Linked DNA regions of Zea mays: region 2 is linked to region 1. Evidence: chromatin contacts called from public Hi-C data. All regions are on one chromosome and are shown on one strand. Each heading gives the region's core, a stretch centred on a gene start, on an enhancer-like site or on the middle of the called end of the contact. The rest is flanking DNA. Distances are from core to core; before and after follow the strand shown. Region 1 holds the start of LOC103636860 (mechanosensitive ion channel protein 2, chloroplastic). Region 2 holds the start of LOC100276419.

What was found. A called contact is a pair of places that touch in the nucleus more often than the background predicts.
Region 2: a Hi-C map of leaf shows a contact between it and region 1, with 5 times the contacts expected there. The contact joins the promoter of LOC100276419 here to the promoter of LOC103636860 in region 1. A contact is called at or near these places in 12 of 25 Hi-C or Micro-C datasets (bundle sheath, ear, endosperm and 4 more).

The regions. Positions count from the first base shown.
Region 1 is chr1:78,327,072-78,334,702 of Zm-B73-REFERENCE-NAM-5.0, reverse strand. It overlaps LOC103636860 (mechanosensitive ion channel protein 2, chloroplastic), which reads left to right and starts at 3,937. Exons shown (of 15, transcript XM_008659179.3): 1 at 3,937-4,390; 2 at 4,635-4,676.
Region 2 is chr1:78,546,412-78,554,042 of Zm-B73-REFERENCE-NAM-5.0, reverse strand. LOC100276419 reads left to right here and starts at 4,577. Exons shown (of 2, transcript NM_001374056.1): 1 at 4,577-4,896; 2 at 6,788-7,631. The coding sequence starts at 4,705.

The DNA of each region.
Region 1 (7,631 bases), core at 2,688-5,187:
CCATAGCTTCAGATTTTATTGACCAGGGTCTTGAGCCTGTTGTAGGTCTGTGTTGGCTCTTCTCCCCTGATCATCGCGAACCTCCCATAGTAAATGCGCATTTGAATTGTATGGCATGCGGGAATAATCAAAGGAGTAGTTTTGATTAACCGTCTTTCTTTTGGATGAGGAGTCGTCGTCGTCATCCCTTGCTGAAGAAGAGGAGGCGTCACTGTCATAGTATATGATCTTCTTGATGCGCCTCTTATTCTTGCCGTCTCTCTTCTTGTGACTCGAGCCTGAGTCAGTGGGCTTGTCGTCTCTTGGCTCATTGAAGAGGGATTCCTTCTCCTTGTTGTTGTCCACCATCCCCTTACCCTTATGATCCATCTCTTCGGGCGGTTAGTCCCTTAGATGAAGAGTACAACTCTGATACCAATTGATAGCACCTAGAGGGGGGGTGAATAGGTGATCCTATAAAATTCAATACTAATAACACAAACTTGGTTTATGATATGTTAGTTTAATTAAACCAAGTGGTTATAAAGCGAGTTCTTGGAATGGAATCGATCACATAGAAAAGCAGCACAAGAGACACAATATTTATCCCGTGGTTCGGCCAAGTAACACTTGCCTACTTCCACGTTGTGGTGTCCCAATGGACGAGGGTTGCACCCAACCCCTTTCAAGTGATCCAATGATCAACTTGAATACCACACCCTTTTCTTTTAGAGTACTCTTCCCGTTTGCGAGGAATCTTCACAAGTTGGAGCCTCTCACCCTTACAATGATTATCACACAAGTAGCACAGTAGTAAGAGAGGGAGAGCAACACACGCAAGACTCAAATCCGCAGCACACACGCACACAAGCCAAAACTTGAGCTCGAAACACAGCACAAAGAGTTCACGACTCAAACGAAGCTCAAATCACTAACACAACAGATCAAATGCGTGGAGGCAGAGTCTAGGAGTCTTAGGATGCTTAGTGAATGCTTGTTCTTCTGCTCCATGCGCCTAGGGGTCCCTTTTATAGCCCCAAGGCAGCTAGGACCGTTGGAGATCAACTTAGAAGGCAAATCTTGCCTTCTGTCGAGTGGTGCACCGGACAGTCCGGTGCACCAGCGGACAGGTCCTGTAGCAGTCCGGTGCTCGATCTCCTTCCTTAACTGGCGCATCCGACCATTGGGCCGGCAGTCTCGTTGGCGCACCGGACACTGTCCGGTGCACACCGGACAATCCGATGTGCCCACCCGACCGTTGGCGCGGGCCACGCGTCGCCCGCTGATTACGCTGGCGACCGTTGGCTCGGGCGGCTGTGACTCACCGGACAGTCCGGTGCACCACCGGACAGTCCGGTGATTTTGAGCCGCGGCGCTTTCTCCTTTTCCTGAGAGCGGTCAGTTCGTCGTTGGGCCAGCCTGGGGCACCAGATACTGTTCGGTGCACCATCGGACAGTCCGGTGCACCACAAACTGCGCTGGATTGGCTGACTTAGCCAACTCTTCTCCAACTCAAATCATTTCTTCTCGGCAAGGTTTCCTGGCACTTCGATGCATATGTTAGTACTCAAAAACAGTTTACTAAGGCCGGATACATACATTTTCTTCGATTTGCACTTCTCACTTATTTAGCACATAAGAACTAAACATAGTGTGTTGGGCATTTAATCACCAAAACAATTATAGAAATGTCACAAAGGCATATTTCCCTTTCAGTAGGACTGCTTCCAGAGGTCGAACTAACAGTCGCCAAGCTTTTTCTCGTCGTCAATGAGCGACGCCAACGCGAGGGCCTCCTGCTAGTGGTGTTTGTTCGGGGTTTCCAAGTTAGAAACATGGATTCATCCTTGGCGTTGGTTTATGAAAATGACTCACAAGTCAGATCCACGAAAAAATATTACGGAGAATAAATGCCACACAAGCAAAAAAAGAAATTTAAGTTGAAAACATTATTCAAACAAAAGAAATTGCATGCAAGACTCTTCTTTAAATACTACTCCCTCTATCCAAAAATATAATTCAATAATCTTGGTGGTACTTATCTACTACTACGTATTGTGCAAGGGTAGCATGCGGGCTTGGTGAGAGATATAGTAGATATTTTTCCTGTCATAGATGTAGACATAAACACACATGTGGTGTAGCAGTAGCTACTGCTCGCATTTGCTTTAGGGGTCGCGGGTTCAAATCCCCTCGGGGTCCATTTGTGTTTTTTTTATTTTAGTTAGACGTGTGCTTAACGGAAGAATGAGAATGATCTTTGCGGGGAGGGGAATGAGAAAGACATAACAAGGAATGAGAATGACAGGACAAGTTATGGTGGCGGAACATGGGAATGAGTTGTGCGGGGAGGAGAAAATGGGAAAGACAGAATAAGTAATGAGAATAACAGAATATGGAATGGTGACAGAACACGGAATGTCATACTATCCTTACAACCTTAATAAGTAGTAGAATAAAAATGGTTTATATATATACTCGAAGCGTGTAATACAATTGATAATAAAAAAGCACGACATACATGAAGCTTGTAACGACGTTATTGTGGTAGGACCTGTAATTAGGACTGGGCATTCGGTTCTTCGGTTCGGTTCGGTTCCTCGGTTCTTGTAGAAATTCGGTTCTTCAAAAACTAGAACCGAAATAGCAAGATAAAGAAACCAGAATCGACTAGTTCGGTTCTCGGTTCTTCGGTTCGGTTCCTCGGTTCTAACCAAACTGTAACATCCACTCTAAAATTCTGAATAACGACAACTTTTGTGAGAAATTTCAGCAACATCTCCCCACAAACAACGACAAGTGCACAATGACCATAATTTCATAGATAATACATGGATGATTAGAGGTTCAACATAAGTCGATAACACAACATCTGAAGTTACAAACACATGTAACAAATTGAATCTAATACTTTTGGGTTTTTCGGTTCTTTCGGTTCTTTGGAGCGCAGAACCGAAAATATCTCATTTATTTCGGTTCTCAAAAAACCAGAACCGAATTTCATAACGGTTCCTTCGGTTCGGTTAGTTCGGTTCCGGTTCTCGGTTATTTCGGTTCGGTTCCTCGGTTCCGGTTCTTTTTGCCCAGACCTACCTGTAATCATCTAAAGATACCATACCGACACCTGTTGCCAGCCAATGAGCGGATCTCTTCAAATGTGCCGAAGGAACCAAATCTGCACACCTCGTCCATCTCAAGGCAGCCAAGGTGACAAGGGGGAGGGGGCAGCAGTGTTTCATGAGCCATAGGACATTGGTGGATATAGATTTACCCTCATATCTATGTGGGTATGACTTACTTGTACCCATAAAATTAAATATCTATCAAAATATTATATTATTCAAATATCAAGTATATCTATCTAAATATCATTACAAAATTTCTAGCATCATTTAATCCAACACACCAAAGGTAATTGTATAATCTAGTAACACTAGATATTATCAAAATATTATATTATTCAAATGTCAAGTATATCTATCTAAATATCATTACAAAATTTCTAACATCATTTAATCATCCATTCAACACACCAAAGGTAATTGGATAAAGTAGTAACACTAGAATAGTACTAAATAGCACATTACATGTTCCATTACATATTCATTAAATTGTCGTTAAGCCTTCTATGACATTATGACCTAAAAGTTTGTTAAATAGCAAAAAAGATAGATGACTAAAGTTTAAATTCATGCTTGGGCTAAGTTTATATTGGGTATTTTATACCCACGGGTTAACAGGTATGAGTGAAGGCGGAACGTTATAATACCCGTTTACTTATTTGGTGAAGATTTTTGTCTAATAACAAATTCATGAGTACATTATTTAACCCACATATATACTCTAATGATGTAAATATAATTCGAATCACGGTTACCCATGACCATCTTTATCTTTACACATAAGTCACCAGTGCGGAATAAAACAACAACAGCGCCACATCGGAAGGAAGAGAGTATTACAAGACGGTGGAGAAAGTGAGAAACCAAACCAGACACTGCGGCGCGGCCGATAAGGCACCACGTCCACGTGCGTGGCCTGGCCCTTCCGCCCGTCACTCTCGTCCTCTCCCCTCTTGCTGTGTCGCCGCGCGTGGAAGACGTTATCGCCTTCGCCTTCCTCTTCCTTTCCCTCTCCCTGAATCCTGATTTCTATTCACCTTCTTCCCCTCCTCCGGGCGGAAGGCAAAGACCTACACGCCTATCCCTCTCCCTCCCGGGTCCCGGCTTCCCCTTCCCTGCTCCCCAGATCGATTCACCCAGCGGGAAAAGCGGCGCGCAGTGGGGTGCAGCAGGCGCAGCGGGCTCGGCGGGCGGCGAGCGGCTAGCGGCTAGCCGCGACGGGCGGCCAATCTACAGCGGAAGGCGGTGGGCGGCTACCGGTGGCACATCGACCTACGGAAAGTAGAAAGGTAATCCCTGGCCAGCCCAAGGAAGAGGACTATTTCTATGCTAACCCTCTGGAATTCTGGATTCTGAAATGCCGCACCAAGGGGTATAGATTAAGTGATTAACGTTGAATTACATATTGTCTAGTTCGAATTCTGATTTACAAAATTGTCTGTGTATTAGTTGGTTCATATACGTGAAGTTAGCAAAATTATTTCAAGGGCATGAAAACCTCATTTTACCAAAAACATGCTCATTCGTTGCCAGGTGGGGAGGACTGCCCTGTTCGCATTTGGAGCATCAAAACAGGCGAGCTAATCTTTGCACGGAGCATGGCAGTCTGGTGTTTGCTCATGAGCCGTTTATTAGTCTATACTCTACTACTATGATATGTGTAGGTGTGGTAATGGATCACGATTCATATGCTTCTTCACAATATATTTGGGCCCTTAATTAATTTTAGTTCAAAAATGAATAGGAATAGAGCCCGATCCTAATCCGATTCGGTCCTTAAATTTTATAGTGTAAAATCTAGAGCCCATTACCACCCCTAGACATGTGTGGAATGTATTACTCAGTATCCGACAAAAATATTCGCTACCGATGTTATCCGTGTCCGACTAGTTCCGTATTCGACACACATCTATCCGTATTTGCATCCGAGAATATTCGTATTTGTATTCGAATCCGAAGCTATATGTATTAGAATTCAAATCCGAAGAAAATACGAAAACAAATATGGTTTCAGCGATATCCGTCCGTATCCGATCTGATTACACCCATAATCCCTCTCCTGAATCTACCGATCCTCGGCCGCGTCGGGGCTCTAGGCGTCCTCGCTGTCACGTCCCCGCAGCGGCCGGTTACAGGACCACTCGCCGTCACCCTTCCTGATCCGCCGCTGCCGCCGCCGGTTTCTAGGTGAGGGGGTTCATCACACCTTTTGTTTTCTGCCGCCTCACGTACGTTTCAGCAGTTTTGGTGGCTAATCATCCGTGTAGATTTCACCTTGTGATTCATCCCGATATTGAACTTAGCGTGCGTAATCATAACCCAATCAGTTATGTATGATGCCTGGTTGTGGTTGTTTTCCCTCACCCTTGGGAACCTGCGTTTGTAGTTAGTTCCGTCGGAGAACGGTGGCTGGTCAAGTATTATCCAATTTCAACCAGTGATTTTCCCTATGTTATCTATGCTGGCTCATTAGATTTGGTTGTGGATCCATTCATATTTCTCTTCCTATTTGTGGCTCACTGGCTTTGATGCCTCCGGAGAAATTTAGAGAGAAGATCAACACTATAACATCTATCGGGAGGCAAGTTTGTTCACCAAACTAGCAGTTCTGGTATTTGAACACAGCTAAAATCATAAAGTGCTGATTGTGAGGACCAATATGGCTTCAGATCAAATCATAATAATGCATTGTCTAGGTAGCCAAAGTTTTTCTATTCAGCGCGTTGGTTAAATATTCTGCAAGGATCTGTAGGAAAGAGCTGAAGCAAACTAAACATCAGCTAAATAATTAGGACAGCGTTTACCTTTTTTTATAGGTTAAATGAGCTTCAAAGAAGGGAACATACACACATCACTTATTTATATTGCCCCAAACACTGCTATATTTTTAATTTTTTTCTTTGGAATTATCATACCTGATGAACTTAGGGTCTTATTTTCAAATGGCCAAGACTACCTATTGCCATTAAAATGGAACAATCATAGTGTCAGGGCCTAAGGAGGCCCACGGAGGGGCTGCGACAGCAGCAGCCATGGGCCCTCCAAGGGGGATTAGATAAGGATAGTTAGAGATAAGATTAGAAGATTAGTTGAGATTATTTAGGAGATTAGTTGAGATTATCTAGGAAGGTTATCAGTTAGTAGTTTGTTGAGAGTTTTTAGGAGAGTTTTAAGGAGATAAGGATCAGTAGCTAGATAGGGGCGGCCAATCGGCCTATTTATGTAATCAATGGATGAGAAATAAAGCAAGCAAGAATTAGAAGGGAGAAACCATCCTCTTGCTCGGCCGTGGGCAGAGGCCCCCGGCCGGCGTTCCTGCCCATCGATACCCCTCTCTAATCCCTCATCGATCTAGCGACCATAACATCTGGTATCGGCTAGCTTGGGTTTCGATCTGATCCAATGGCTTCTGCTGCCAATTTCGCAGCGTCATCCTGGCAACCGGCGTCCCCATCTCCATGGACCGCGCCACATGTCACCTTCGTCACATCGTCCTGGCAACCAACGTCCCCATCTCCATGGGCTGCGTCGTATGCCACCTTCGTCACGCCATCCTGGCAACCGGTGTCCCCATCTCCATGGGCAGCATCGCCTGCCAATTTTGTCACCACATCCTGGACGCCGGCGTGCCCATCTCCAGGGACAACGCCAAATTTCGTCACATCATCTTCATTGATGGCGTCTCCGTCCCCATGGGCGACGCCACCAGGGGCAGCCACGGCTCAGCAATCATCAGCTCCATCGATGGGAGATTTGTGGACCAACATAAAGGCTGATCTCGCAAAGATGCAAGCCACGCTCCAGAAGGTTGAGCAAGGGCTGCTACAAATCAAGGCAGCAGTGCAACATGAGCAGCACCAGCTGGCGTTGTCCGCACGGCTCCGGACGTCGGCGGCTGTGGGCATACAAGCTGCTGCTCGTGGCTTCCTTGCACGACGGAGAGTGCGGGAGATGCGCCGGCAGATGCTCGAGGCAGCCTTGGTGACGGTTGATCTCGGCACACGGGGGTGCGACCTTGCCCTGTCGGACGGCCATCAGCAGTGGCACCGGGCCGCTATCTCCAAGTGCGAGTATGGTACGTGTCCCGTGGGCGACGAACTTCAACTCTACGGCAGTGGCGGTAGGGAAATTACTCACCTCGTCATCAACAAGGGCGCACTATTTAGCGCCACCACACGAGGGCGCCTCCGGTGGTTATTGTTGCGACCTATTCCAGGTGTCTGTCCATGTGCTCCCCTTTCGTGCAGATGGCGTCCATGGGATCCAGGTGGCTGCACACGTGCAAGTCCAATGCGCGGAGGGTGTCCGCCTTATCTTATGGGGTAAAAAATTAGATTCAGAATAATAAGATAAGCCGAGATGTAAAAGGCTTGTCTTCTAGGTGTCTGGTTTTGGGTCAAGTAGACTCGGTCTTTGAGCACCCGTTATGTGGCAGCTCGAGGACGAGCTGCTTGTCCAGGAGGGGTGTAGTGTCAGGGCCTAAGGAGGCCCACGGAGGGGCTGCGACAGCAGCAGCTATGGGCCCTCCAA
Region 2 (7,631 bases), core at 3,328-5,827, 220 kb before region 1:
ACCAAAGTTGTTGACGAGAGTTTAAATCTTAATTAAGGTTTTGCATTTATAATTTTATATTATGTACTTAGGTTACGTGCTTTATGTTTCTAACTTAATTTGATAGGCTACTGATAGGATTGAAACATATGTTGCACTCTTTTGTGACAGGGAGAATAATACACCTAGAAAACCTTAGTTACTCATCTAGATAGATTATTTATTTCATAGATTTTGGTTAGGTGAAATATAAAAATCCTTAATTTTATAGTAGATTGTTTTTAAAAAATCCTAATTCATTTTTTCTTTGTCGCAGTCCCTTTAGTGGCATTCTCCTGACCCTCTTCTCCAACGCTATTGTGTGGCCAGTGGAAACTTCGGTGTCTTGTGTGCAACATAGTTGAGTGTTATTTTTGTATGTTTTTGTTTGGGATTGTTGTGTATGATGTCTTGAACTTCTAGCATATCTTGTATGATCTTCAGTGTTGTTCCATGATCTTCTTAAGATGTTGATAATTTAATATTTATGTTGCTTTTGTCCAAATGAATCTTTGCACCTAATAGAATAAGGTCATGTTTGGGTTATTTATATTGAGGTGTTGACCATTTATATTTGTGTTGCTTTTGTCCAACTCAATCCTGGCATATAATAGATTAAGGGGTGTTTGGTTTCTAGGGATTAAGTTTTAATCCACCTTTTTTAATCCTTTTTATTCTCTAAATTATCAAACACATGAATCTATATGTTTAGCAATTTAGAGATTATAACATAGGACAACGTATACTATGTAAAACTACTTCCTGTGCTAACGTGCTAAGACGTATCATCAGCCTTTAGATCCTAAATTAAAGGATAATATTAATCCCACCTCATAGACTTGTTTTTTTCTAAAGAACCCCTTTGTCTTATTTTTTATCCGTCGAACCATTTTCTGTCCAATCAGCAAGAGGGCGGCACCACCTTAATCACATCGCACCCATCAGAAATCAGACGCGCTGATCTGCATGCGTCTGCTCTTTACTCCCTCCATCACACCGCACCCATCATTTATCAGAGGGACTATAAGACAGTCCGGATAGTAATGACACTATATTTCATTCAGAAATAATGACATTGTTTATTCAAAAAATATACAAGCAAATGCAATCGGCTAGGCAAATAATGAATGAAAAAAGAAAAAGAAGTTGTGACAAAACAAACACGTTTCAGAGAACTGCTACTACTTTCGTCTGACGCAAACGCATTTCATAGGAAAAAGAAGGCAAAACTACAGTTGCCTTGATCGTGAACACTAATGCTGAAAAAAAACTACTACTACTAGCTGAACCCGACACTAGTTGATGACTGCTGATTTGAACACTGCTAGCTGAACCAAACACTGGATAATGACTGCTGCTCTGAACTGTGCTAGCTGATGACTCTTGATCTATGAACATGATATTCATCACTGGGTTGGATTATTCTTTACAGGACAATTTCGAGCATCATGATAGTCTACTTGCTTGCAACACCTGCACATACGAGGAACTTTATGTTTCTTCTCCACATTGTCACCGGGCTTCTTTACCTTCTAACCAGGTTTTGTTCGTTTGCACCTACCCACAGATTTGACTTCATTAGGTGGCTGTATAATAACATGGTTAGGGATTGAACAACCAATAAAGGACTCGATCTCTTGAACTTGACTTGTCATTCTCTCTGGAAGCAATATGGAAAGATCTTCACCAAATGCAACAATACTATCCCGAAGTGTTTGTAACCCATTGTTTGATCCTTCGGCATGGTGAATTAATTCTTCAATCTTGCTTCTAATTTCAGATGCCAACTTTGCATTAGTTGTTTCTACAACATCCTTTGATACTTCTTTCAACATGTTTCCCTCTCCATCGAAGACATCATTCTTAGTCACTAGTTTAGTCCATCTCTTCAAATTAAACTGATCTGTAATATTTTTAAGTGATGGACATTGTAAAACACGAATTAGATGGCAACAAGGAATACCATACATCTCAAAGAACATACAAGTGCAGTGCCCATCGTTTGTTGTAATATTGACACGGAACTCTCTCATCTTTTTTCTTTCATCATTAACTGTTGATATTTTATAGTCTCCCTCGCTTACAATTGTCTCTATGACACAATTATCCCAAGCATTAATAATTTGTTTTTGTAGTTCAGAGAAAACATTGAAAGTGAACACCTCACTCCCATGCCTTTCTAATGCCCAACTAGTCTGCAACACAGGTGATGTATGCAGACTAGCATTATCATTTTCCAATTCTTGATGCCTCTGTTCATCCATTGCATTAACAAACCTGATCCAAAATTCGACCAATGTATTTTTGTAACCAATGAAACGGTTGAAAATGAGTTGGTACTTCCTGATCTTGAGGTTGTGTTAAGGATTCCAGCTAAAAAACACATGTCTAAAGAAAATTGGGACCCATGATGCACGGATTTCATAACGGGTTCTCAACCAATCATGACCTTGTAAACCAAATTCAGAAATAATAGAAGCCCATTGATGCTCAAATTCCTCTCGAGTTTCAGATGCCCATACACATAAGTTGATGTGTTGATAAAGTAACTTGTTTTCCCTCATTTGCGGCGGCAACTTTGCAGGAAGCTTTTGCAAAATATGTCACGTGCATAATCTATGTGTGCTGCTAGGAAACACTATAGATACTGCATTCCTCATGCTATTGGCTTCATCTGTTATGATGAGTCATGGTGCAGCCCCATTGCTCTCAAGAACGTACAAAACAACCATGTGTATGCCTCAGTTGTCTCGTTGCTTAACAATGCAGCACCAAACAAAACACATGACTTATGATGATTGATACCTGTGAATGGTGTGAATATCATGTTGTAGTGGTTGGTGTTGTATGTTCAATCAAATGAGAGAAGATCACCGAAATGTGAGAAATTCTTTCTGCATGTGGGATCTGCCCAAAAAACATGTGCAAGCCTTCCCTTTTCATCAACCACATAGTCATAATAAAATGTAGGATTTAATTCGTTTTTTGAGGCAAGGTTGTCAATGAACATTTGAGCATCTGATGATGTGATACAACTTCTCAACTTCTTATGATAGTTTTGCAAATCCCTCTTGTTGCACCCCACATTCTCAAATCCACCTTCGCTAATACGAAGATATCTGTATGCCCCACTTGTACCGATGCCTCCCTTGTGGCATGCCACTAGTGCACGCTTAGCCTTCTCATTAACTTCTCTGTTCGACCTAATCAAGTGGACCTTGTCTGGTGAAACAAGACTATGTGTATGTGATTCCACAAATATCTCCACCCGAAACTTATTATCTTCAATCAGCTTGACAGCTAGAACTGCTTCACAACCACACCTAGAAATCTTTTGAATACGTTTCGGTTTGCTGTCTACCTTTTTCTTAGACCTATATCCCTGTTTAGAACACAACCATCTTTGCCATCTTCTAACACCATTCAAATCTGTATGTGGACCAATACGAACTCCAAAACGAGCCTCTTTTGCATATCTTCTATAAAAATCCTCTGCATCTTGCAATCTTTCATAAATTTGTCCAACAAATGGCTTCATAGATTCATGTACTTCAGGAACATGAGTAGCATACTACAGCATTGCAAAGTTATTATCAATTAATTTCCACATAGAAAGTATCGAGATATGCCACAATTAAATTTGTAAAAAAAATTGCTCACCATCAAGGGGGACATGATTGTATTCTTTTCAGGTGTTCCAAAAGTTGAAATGAGATGTGTGGTTCCTGCGGATGGGATCCATGTGGTTGTGCTTGATGGGGTCAAGACGCATGGAGCTATGCTCGTTTGGGGCGGATCGACGTCAACCATGGCATCACATGTAGAAGATCGAGGTAGGTCGACGTCAACCATGGCATCACAGGTACAAGATCGAGGCGAGTTAGCGTCAACCATGGCATGCGGTGGAGAAGATTGGGGTCGTGCTATGTCGACCATGGTAGACGCGGTAGAAGATCGAGGTAGGCTGGCGTCGACCATGGCATGCGCCTGAGAAGATCGGGGCAGGCCGACGTCGACCATGGCAGACGCCTGAGAAGATGGGAGCGGGGCTGTGTCGACCGTAACAGGCGATGGAGAAGATCGAGGTAGGCCAGCGGTGACCAACGACAACACGTTCGATGGAGGCGGCATCAACGACGTTGTACGGGAGAGAAGGGCCGGCGGCTATAAAACTATTCGGTTTACACAAACAAAAGAGAAATGAGGGGCTCTTAAGAAAAAGAACAAGATTATGAGATGGGGTTAAGTGTATCCATTGATTTGGAATCTGGCGGATGTCAACATGTCTTAGCACGTTAGCACCGGAAATAGGGCCTGTTTGGTTTGGTGCCTAATTTGCCACACTTTGCCTAACTTTTTTGCCTAAGGTTAGTTCTTCAATTTGAACGACTAACCTTAGTCAAAGTGTGGCACATTTAGCCACCAACCAAACAGCCCTATAGTTTTACACAGTATACATGGCCATAATATAGGGACTAAATTACTCTATAGAAATCAAATAGCCCCTAACGTCAACGTCATATTTGGTGATTTGCAGCACTGATTACTGAACATGAGGCGTAGATCCACCACCCATCCCCTTGTCGCATCACCTTTTCTACTGCAGAGGGGCACAAAAGGTCCTCTAAACCCCACCAGCAGCTTCCCCTCCGATCTCACCCCACAGCCGCCGGCGAGATCTCCAGGATGCCGTTGGCCGGGCGGCGGGACGGCCCCCTAATGCTGCGAGGCGGCGGAGGTGGGAAACCCCTGTCACGCGGGTCCCGCATCGCGGTGGCCGTCGCTGTCGGCGTCGCACTCGGCTGCGTCTGCGCCTTCCTCTACCCCAACGGCCTCTTCTTCCGCCCGTCTGCCTCTGCCCTCCAATGGACGCACCAGGTATTGCTTTTCATGCTCCTTTTCTTGTTTCATACCTTAACTGAAGATTACTGGAAACAGAGATGATGGTGGTTACTGTGCTCGTCACTAATAGTGTTCTACCTTGGACCAACTAGGAATGAGGTTAATTAAGGAACTTAAAGGGCAAACTCTGAGAGCATGTGCATAGATCCATAAAAGTGCTAGCGTATGAAGCTAAGCTAGATTAACCTTGCAGCAAAAATAGTGTTTAGTCTACCTTACCTTTTTAAGACTGGTCGTCGTTGAGAGATTAAACGGGTACTATCTTATTGATGTATGTCAAACCTTGGTGCATGTAGTTCCAGAAAATTTGTGGCCTTGTGGACATGCTTCCATTGTCAACAAAATATTTTGTCTCTCGGTTACTCAGTAGTATCATTGGTAGGAGTATTGATAAACCTGAGCGTAGATCAATGATTCTCATAGCCACATTTGCATAGGTCTCACTGAAATTTGAGGTTCACAGGAACTGTGTGTATGGCTGACAATCTTATGTTTAGCTGCATGCGGACCACTTTACATCCCCATTCCTCATTGGCACGTTACCAAAGTTTTGTGCAGTGTCCTTCATTCAATCCTTGCTACCAGTCCATCCTCAAGTATCACATTAAGCATGCCTCTGCAAAATTAAGTCATCCCCAAGTATCACATTAAGTGAACATTTGATAAACCAGATGGATAAGAAGCAGCTCCAACACATGGAGGGATGCTAAATCTTCTGAACATTGGAGTAGCATGGATGTTAGAATAGGGAAAGTTGGCTATCTAGATGTCAAGAATGCATCAGCAAGCCACGGCAGGACATAGTGACAAAATGAGTCTTGCTCTCAGGTGTGCAAAGCTATCAATTTCCGTTGCGGCTTGTGTTTTTACCTTGGATGAGGAATAGTACTGCATGAAGGTCAGCCTAACATTCAAATTTTGTCCTGAGGTTCTTCAGTTACATTTGTTAATCCTGTTCATACTCATGCTGTGCTCATCAGGACTTAAGGTCAGCTTGAATGGCCTTAAAGAGCTGGTTCAGACTTCAGACTGGACCCAAGTTGACTTCAACTTAGATCAGAGTTTGAGCCAAGTCGGGGGTTATTTTTGTTTGCTAACTAGAAGTGTTGTAGAATATCGTTTTAAATTTAAGATTGTTGTTGCTCTGTTGATCTACAAGAGAACACTTAATTCACACAGGGCCATTTGAGCAACATCCTGTGCAGTTAACTGGGACTTGGCTGCATTCCACCTCCTATACTTATCCCCTGCATGAGCTGTGGGATGGTATTTTGATTAAGTGGCCACCTAATCGGCTTTTTAAATGGCTGGTTGTTTTCGATAGCTGTTGGGTAAAAACAATGTTTCCCTATACCTGCATTGTTGATTCCTATAGATAATAAATACTGGTGCTAGATAACTGATCTCGTTTTTTTTACCGAAGAAATGATATGAAGTTGTGTTTGTATGGTTAGGCATTAAATGATGTACGGGTAACTTATAAGTGGTTTCTTGTAGTCTGGATTTGCAATATTCTTGTCATTTTAGACAGTGCACTCAGTCTAAATATATTTCAAGTGAAGGTCAAAGTAGACTTTAGGAAGCTACTGAAATGAACCGAACAAATTCTTCCTGGACTTACATTTTCTCAATCACGACTTTACCTCAATTTTTCAATCTTGCTAAATTGATTTGCTTTCACTATGGTGTTACATTAGCAACATAGCTATACAACTAACTGTTGAGTATGATTATGCCATCAATCCATTTGTTTTTTTCTTTGTGCTTTGTTCGTTTATTTTTTGTTCTTATTCATTAGCATGTGCTATATCCTGAAACGTAGTTAAATTCTAATACTAATACAATGTCTATTTTGCACATTCATTAGGTTGATTCAACTGCTTGCGAATCATCAAGACGAGTTACCAACCTTAAGTCCCAGGTGTCATCATTGGAGAGAGAGAATGTTGAACTTAGGAGGCAGATTAATGAATTATCCATGAAGCTTCAAATCGCTGGACAAGGGAAAAATGAGACTTTGTACAAGCCTGGTCCTTTTGGAGCTGTCAAGGCTTTGAGAACAAATCCAACTGTAATCCCTGATAACTCTGTTAACCCCAGGTTGGCCAAGATATTGGAAGAGGTTGCTGTGAAAAAGGAACTCATTGTTGCGTTGGCAAACACCAATGTGAGGGAGATGCTTGAAGTTTGGTTTAGCAATATCAAACGAGTTGGTATTCCAAACTACCTGGTTGTGGCATTGGATGATAATATAGAAAGCTTATGCAAATCTAAAGGGGTGCCAGTCTACCGGCGTGATCCTGATGAAGGCATCGACAACATTGCAAAAACTGGTGGAAACCATGCCGTTTCTGGACTCAAGTTTCGTGTTTTAAGGGAGTTCTTGCAACTTGGGTATAGTATTCTCCTATCTGACATTGATATTATTTTCTTGAGGAATCCATTTGATCATCTTCATAGAGATTCTGATGTGGAGTCCATGAGTGATGGCCACAACAACATGACAGCGTATGGTTTCAACGACGTGTTCGACGAACCTTCTATGGGTTGGGCCAGATATGCTCACACGATGCGGATTTGGGTGTACAACTCTGGATTTTTCTATATAAGACCAACGGTTCCTTCTATTGAACTTCTTGATCGTGTGGCTGGCCGTCTTTCTCGTGAGCCAAAGTCATGGGACCAGGCAGTTTTCAACGAGGAGCTGTTCT